2 separate regions of the Sus scrofa genome follow, and region 1 is linked to region 2. The links are chromatin contacts, called in public Hi-C maps. All regions are on one chromosome and are shown on one strand. The core of a region is the stretch at or near the end of the contact, and the rest is flanking DNA. Distances in the headings are between cores, read along the strand shown. Region 1 holds the start of XPO5 (exportin-5). Region 2 holds the start of POLR1C (DNA-directed RNA polymerases I and III subunit RPAC1).

Region 1 (3,893 bases), core at 663-3,162, 58 kb after region 2:
CCAAGAAATAAAAGATTTGCTTTCTCACACACTTTGGTGGTAAGCTCCAAAAGCTCCTTACTTGACAACATGTTCCAAGATCTGAAGGCCAAAATGTCTGACGATGGCAATTTGTGTTTTTTCAGCCAAACGCAAGCCACAGGGGACACAGATAGGGCACTTTTCTTTAAACTCCTCACAAAACTGAAAAGAAGAAAAATCAGTGTTTCCCTTAGAAGCCAAAGTGAGGGGGACTAAAAAAAACCTTCATCTTAAAACTCCAATCTGTGCTATATTTTTAAGTTGCAAAATCTACGTCAATATTATATGAATAAAGAACTGATAAACACTCCTTTGATAGTTCGATTTCCCATGCCATGGCCAACTAATGTTGGGGGGAAAAATGACCTAAATGAGTAAAAAATTATTTTAGACACATTCCCTTGAAGTACATAGGGGTGAAATGAAAACAATTTCTAGGATTCACTTTTAAAATCCTTTGGTGAGGGAAGGGATAAAACAAATGTGGTACAATCTTCACAACTGCTAAGTTTAGGTGAGGTATATAAATGATTATTGTCCTATGCTACTTTTGTGTAGAAAAACAAACCTAATAGAACCCAAATGTTTCTGATTCCAAATCCTGTGGCACACATCTATATATCGTAGTTTCCCTCTAATGAGGCTGACTCTATGAAGTTACAATAGAACCCAAATGTTTCTGATTCCAAATCCTGTGGCATACATCTATATATCGTAGTTTCCTTCTAATAAGGCTGACTCTATGAAGTTACATCTCTTAAAATACACAGAGCACAATTATTTTCTCCTAGTGGAGAAAACCCACATACATTGTTTGATGGGAGAATAAGCTCGAATTGTATTAGCATTACCAAATTATACAAGAGTCAGTCCCCATAGCAGAGCACGCGGCAGTCAAGCAAACTACTTTTAGGAAACCAAAGGGCCCTTGCTAAAATGCAAAGTAAGTGGTGGAAGTTCATCTTTGCCCAAAATAGCCCAAGAGTATCACACAATAAGAGACCTGGTGGGGGGTGGTGGTGTGAGAACTAGCCCAGAAATACCCAAGACACAGAAGAGGGTTAGGGAGAAGTCTAAGGATGTAAGTAAAGAGTCACAAGAAGGGCTTGAGTTCGGTTAGAGTGGGTCGGGAGACTGAGTCAGCAGAGAAATGTTTAGTTCAGGGGAGACCATAAAGAATGTAGCTGGGGTTGGCGACCGGTTGGACACGTGCGCTACGAGAAGACGAGGGGATTTTGGGGATGTGGGTTTGGGAAAATAAAGTGAGTGCAGTCGGCTGCGGAGGGGGTCGTGGCGCGGCCAAGAGTGAAAAGAAGTGGGGAGAGGGGGAGGAGAAAGCAGTGGGAAGTGGTGGCGAGAAGAGGCGGTCACAGGCAGCTATGGATCAGAGAGTGTCCCGAGAGAAGGGCAGGCGCGGCAAGTAGAGAAGGCGGGGAGTGGGAAGAGGCGCGGAGAGCGGCGAGGGGAAGGCCCCCCGGGGTGGGGGGGACGGAGGTCCAAGGGCCGCGTGGGCGGGAGGCGGCCGGAGTTATTGGCTGCGCCAGGACGGCTGGAGCTGGGGGAGGGTCTCGGGGCAGGCCCAGGGCGCCAGACCCCAACTACCTTCAGGGCTTCTAGCCTGTAGCGCTGAGTCGAGCTGGGGTCCATCATGACCGTCACCGCTTTCACCAGCTCCTCGCACAGCGCGTTCACTTGATCCATCGCCATGGTTAGTGCCACGCGCCGCGAGCACGCACCACGGCCGTCCCGGGAGCACGAGGCAAGGACCGCTCCCTGGGCGGGCTCACAAGCTGGTACCGGGCCGCGGCGGGCTGGGGTGGGGGGGCGGTGGGGAGCTGGAGGAGGAGCGTGAGCAGCAGAAGATCCAGCCGGGAAGAAGCCGGCGCTGCGCACGCGCCCAACCCACCACTGCGCATGCGCCCGCGGAAGTGGCGGCTCCCTTGTGACGGTTGCAACTCGGTGGGCGGAGCGGAAGACGTAAGGACCGCGGTGCGCAGGCGCGTCAACGGCCCTCGGCGGCGCGCGCGCTGTCTGATCGCTGACGGGAGGGGCTGTGGGCAGATCGCGCTGGCTCAGGCTGAACACGCCCGGCAGTGCGGACTGTTGCCCCAGGCGAGGATCGTCTGCAGCCCTTGGTCCTTTCCTTGGTCTTTACCGGCAATAACTCTCTCGAAAACGACTGATCCGCTGCCGGAAAGAGGACCGATATTCAAGACCCCTTCATCTTCCTTCCAGTGGACATCGAGCCCAGCATCGGCCGCATCCGCGGGTGGCGGTTTTGCCAGGTGTCACATTGGTAAGAGAATTTAGAACCGTTCGATTTCTGTTTTTAGCCTTTTCGTGTTGTCTTGGCTATTGGTTGTATAATGTAGCAGTGACTGGTGACAGCATGCGGCCGAAATTTCATGAAATAGAAATACTTGCTCATTGAGAAAAGGCCTTGGTATTTATTGCCTCTTAAGAGGATTTTTATGGGGGGAAAAAAAAGGTAGCTCTTGAACCTTCCTCTTCACCTGTTCTTATTTTCCTCGGATGTATCGTCTGATCGGCATCAAACTTGTTTTGTGCAAATTGGGATAAATTGAGATTTTTAAAGATGAATACTTGCAAATACTGAAGGTTTGTACACTTTTGATAATTCGAAGTGCCAAGATTTCAAAGTAGTGTAATCCTTATTCCCAAAGGAGGGTTTTGGCAGAAAGTGCGTTTCACTTTTTATCTTTACACAACTCTTACTTTTTCAAGCAAAATACGTAAACTGAAAATTAAAACAGTTAAAATCTGAATATCCGTTTTGGTGTTTCTGCGTTTAGGAAATGTTTGCTGGGCTTAAGTCACTGCTCCTAATTCGTACTCCACTGCTAGTATTTGTATCTAATATGGTACTATCTGGGGGGGGGCGGTGAGTGTGTGAAACAATGAAGTACTATTTTTAGTCTGGCGTTATCTGTTCCAGTACTACAAAAAAAGCGCTTCCAGATAAAGTGATTGCTGGCATGGTTTTAGCTTATATAAACACTTATATAACAAGTGTTATATAAACACTTATAAGTGTTTAAAGTATCACATTCTGCCTGTCTTAGGTGGGTGGAATTTGTGAGGAATTAATAATGCCTTGACAACTCTGATTTTTTTAATTCGTCATTTTTCTAGCTTTGTTGTTGCATAACACTGTTTTCAAGGTGAATGTTAATTTTTGAAACTTTTTAAACAAGAATACAGTTGAGTGCTTACTCAACTGTATAACCTGTGTTTTTCATATTTAAATAATGAATTACTGGTGTTTCTATAAGTATCTCATTTGTTTTAGGTCAGTGGTTCCTAATCGACTGTATATTGGAGAGAACTTTCAAAAATCAGGAGGCCCAGGGAGTTCCCATTGTGGCACAGTGGTTAACAAACCTGACTAGTATCCATGAAGACGTGGGATCGATCCCTGGCCCTGCTTTTGGGTTAAGGATCTGGCATTGCTGTGAGCTATGGTGTAGGTCACAGATGTGGCTAGGATCCCATGTTGCTGTGGCTGTAGCATAGGCTGGCAGCTACAGCTCTGATTCGACCCCTAGCCTGGGAGCCTTCATGTGCCCAGGGTGCTGCCATAAAAAGACAAAAGACACACACACAAAATTTAAGATGCCCAAGTCACACACACACACAATTAAATTAGATATCTGATGGTAGAAGTCAGAAATCAATAGTATGTAAAAGGTTCCTAGATAATTCCAATCTGTAGCAAAGTTTGGAAGCCATTGCATTGTTTTATATTTTTTCTTCCAGATTTCTAATAATGTTAAATGCAATATTAGTCTGTATCCATAAGTTTTGTTCTTTCGATCTAGCATCCATACCTTTATGTATGTCTCTCTATGAAT
Region 2 (3,614 bases), core at 119-2,618:
GGGTCTCAGGATGTCGATGTTGGCGTACAAGCTGAAGGCCCTAGAGGCTTGTCTCTTCCCCGCCTGCCACATCTGAAGCAAGGAAGACCGGGTGGGGTGGGAGGGTATCGTGAGACTCTTGGCTTTAAGGCCCTTTTGCTTATTTCTTGTTGGATCTCTACATGGTTCTAACTGGACAAGCTGGGGTGAACTTCACTAATACCAACTCAGAACCAGAGGCCTCAGGATACTTTTCCACCTGTCAGAGAGCCAGTCTTGCTTACCTGATCAGCCACCTGCCGGCTCAGCTGTCCCTTAAAGCCCTTCATGCCCAGAAACTCCCCATCCTCTTCTTCAGCGGCAGCTGCATCAGCATCCACTTCTTCCTCACGCAGGCGCTGATGCAGCTCACCCATATCCTCGAAGCTGGAACCTGAAGTATCATCCATGTTCTCCATGTCAATCACAGCTGAGCCCCCACCCTGTGAAGACAACGGATCCCACAGTGGAGGACCTTTCTGCTCCATCCGTTATGTCCTTCTCTGTTCACCGGAGAGCTTGGAGCTTTGTCCTTTCACTGCTGGAGATACGGCTTAGAATTACCATAGACCATGCCACTCCCCTCCCCTCAACTGCTCTCAGAACCTTTGTTTGGCTCTCTTTTCCAGCCTGGGAAACCTACTCCCTGTCTTCCATACGTGTCCTTTTCCTACCAAAGCCACAAAAGGCTGCAAAAGTGCCCATTTCCTTTGTGTTTTCCACCCCAAAACAAGGCTGCGCGCACAGTGTGGTTTTGGCCAGTGAATCCCGCCTACCCCCCATCCCACCCTCGCCCCTGGCCGTGCCCGACCTTCTAAGTTGTGCGGAAAGCAAGAGCAAGGGGGCTCAGAGGTACTAGTGTGGACCTTTTAGGTCCGCACTAGTTCCACTGCCTTTCACGTGCACGAAGACCCAAAGAAGACAAAAAGTTCTGCAAACGGAGCAGACTTCCAAGGCTCGAAGGAAGAGTCCCCATGACACTTCAGGACAGCTGCAGGCCGTGGGGCTGCTGGCAGCCGGAGCCGTGGGGCGCTTACCTGGATGTTTTCATCGAATCCTCCCCATTCCGGGCCAGCCCCATTTCGGGCGCCGCCGGCCGGCGCCGCCGGAGTTGCCATGTCCCTCGAGGGCTCCCGTCGCTGAAGCCCGCGCTAGTCCCGCGCGCTGAGGAGGAGTGGGAGAGATGAGGGCCTGACGGATGGACAGGTCCAGGGACTAGAAAGAAAGGTGGGATCGGCCGGAACGCAAAAAGGAGAAAACCGGATGTTTGGTTAAAACTGACTTCCGGTATCTGAGGACGTGGACGGAGGCGGGGCAGATTCTCGCGATATTTAGGATTCCGGGAGGTGGTGTGTTGCCACGGAGACGGGGCAGGGAGACTAGAACGCACGCGCAGGCTTGGTACTCTAGTCACATGGTGGAGTTGAAGATGGCGGCGGCTCAGGCTGTGGAGGAAATGCGGAGCCGCGTGGTTCTAGGGGAGTTCGGGGTTCGCAATGTAAGTCTTGTGGACTTGACCTCGGGAGGAGAAATCAGAGCGGAGCAGGGATGAGTTAGAGTCGGAGTGGGGATGAATTTGGCCTCGCTGCTCCTTCGCGAACAGGTTCGTTTCTCTTTGCTCTAGGTTCATACTACCGATTTTCCCGGTAACTATTCGGGCTATGATGATGCCTGGGACCAGGACCGCTTCGAGAAGGTGGGTAGAGCTGGAGGTGTTCAGAGAGGGTATGAGGATCGGATCTTGCACTCTGAACATCCTGTTCCTCGGAAACTGCCTTGGGGGTTCGCTCTGGATGTGTTAGGCACTCGATGTGCACAATTTCTGCTTTGTTCTACAAGCTAACGAGATGGTTCGGTCTTTTTGGAAAAGAGTACAGGTAACACGACTCTAGTGAGTTGTGGTAAGGGCGATTAACAGCAATAAAGATTGAAGCTGCACTCCCTTTCGGGTGGGACTCGAACTCAGCCAAAACCCCCATTGGAACTTGAACCCATGGTCCCTGACGTAGGAGGGGACTCAAACCCACTGTCTTAATTGATACCGCTCACCTGCTATCGTCAGGACTTCCTGAGCCTCAGGTTTTGTCTCGTGGGAAAAAGAATTCAGCGTGAGGCAAACCGATACACAATAAGTGAATTTATTAGCATAGGACGCTTGTCAGAAATACTAATGAGCAGGCAAGGGAGTGCGACCCAGAGAACAAAGAGGGCTACATTTTTATAATCAAGGTGAAAGTGGGGCGGGGAGAAGACCACCTTATTTCTCATTCTTGGGTAAGATGGTCCAGGCTTGCATCATCAGTTCCTCCTTTGACCCTATATGGTCTAAGGGGGAGTGTCATGGGCTGTTTAAATCATAGGTATATTAGCAGAAGCGGTAACATATGCGAAAATGTGGTAATTCGTTTCAGGTTGCAGAATAATTTCCCCTTTCACCTAGTTTTTTCCCTCTTTCACCTTGTCTACATGCAGCAATGCCAGTCTTCAAGGACCAATAACTCTGACTTCATGTAACAAGATTGAAACCCCATATCTCTTGTCTTGGGTTTTAACTATCAGGACTTGTGGCTTGTTTCTGGTGCTTAGATACACCTGGTCTTCCTTCAAGGTGGTGTAGATTGTTGCTAAGTTACTGGATTCTTAAGTGGTCGGTTGTTGGCTTACAGCAGTCTTCAAACCCCCTTAACATTTCCTTTTTGTCTTTAAACCCTAGTGGGACTTCTAAACTATGTGATTATCCTACTCTATCCCCATCATTCCTTCCTCCAGCTGTTTTACTCCATTATGCTTAAATGAGCAAATAGGGAGAGACCGATCATTAGCTGCTTCCTCCTGAGATGGGTCATAGGTCTGTCTAGAGAAGGAGCATAACACCTGTCCCTCCTCTGTTGGGAAAATAATAAGCCAATGCTGCTTGTTAGTGTTAACCTTGTGGCTTCTGTTGATCTTCCGCATCAGATGATAAATCTATTAAAGAAATCAAGAGAAACGCAGCAGTAAGCAATTAAAAGAGATTGTAGCCAAGATTTTGGGGATCCATTCCTTCATTCCTCCAAAAGCCCTCCCAAATCTGGAAGAAGGCAACTGAAGGTCTCAATCTGTGTTTGTGTTTTAGCACTTGAAATACATTAGCAGATTCATCAAGAATAAAAGCACAAGATTCCACCTTAATGATGGCACAGTTTCCTTCCTGGGAGGCTGTAATAATGTCTAAGGCTATCCTGATTTGTAGAATGGCTTTTCTCATTAAAGTCATTTCAACATTGGGTAAAGAAATAGCATCCAGGAGTTCCCATCGTGGCGCAGTGGTTAACGAATCTGACTAGGAACCATGAGGTTGCGGGTTCCATCCCTGGCCTTGCTCAGTGGGTTAAGGATCCGGCATTGCCATGAGCTGTGGTGTAGGTCACAGATGCGGCTTGGATCCCGCGTTGCTGTGGCTGTGGTGTAGGCTGGCAGTTACAGCTCCTATTAGACCCCTAGCCTGGGAACCTCCATATGCTGCGAGAGCGGCCCAAGAAATAGCAAAAAAGACAAAAAATAAAATAAAATAGAAATAGCATCCAGCATAGTCCACCTTAATGATGGCACAGGTT

What was found. A called contact is a pair of places that touch in the nucleus more often than the background predicts.
Region 1: a Hi-C map of liver shows a contact between it and region 2, with 5 times the contacts expected there. The contact joins the promoter of XPO5 here to the promoter of POLR1C in region 2. A contact is called at or near these places in 1 of 5 promoter capture datasets (liver), 7 of 47 Hi-C or Micro-C datasets (differentiating spermatogonia, heart right ventricle, liver and 1 more) and 1 of 2 datasets of contacts at active chromatin or transcription factors (alveolar macrophages).

Annotation. Positions count from the first base shown.
Region 1 is chr7:38,567,646-38,571,538 of Sscrofa11.1, forward strand. It overlaps XPO5 (exportin-5), which reads right to left and starts at 1,913. Exons shown (of 32, transcript XM_005666037.3): 1 at 1,624-1,913; 2 at 62-183. The coding sequence starts at 1,728. It overlaps POLH (DNA polymerase eta), which reads left to right and starts at 1,566. Exons shown (of 11, transcript XM_003356630.4): 1 at 1,566-2,317.
Region 2 is chr7:38,510,153-38,513,766 of Sscrofa11.1, forward strand. POLR1C (DNA-directed RNA polymerases I and III subunit RPAC1) reads left to right here and starts at 1,369. Exons shown (of 9, transcript XM_005666040.3): 1 at 1,369-1,516; 2 at 1,643-1,714. The coding sequence starts at 1,433. It overlaps YIPF3 (Yip1 domain family member 3), which reads right to left and starts at 1,281. Exons shown (of 9, transcript NM_001245980.1): 1 at 1,056-1,281; 2 at 264-461; 3 at 1-72. The coding sequence starts at 1,136.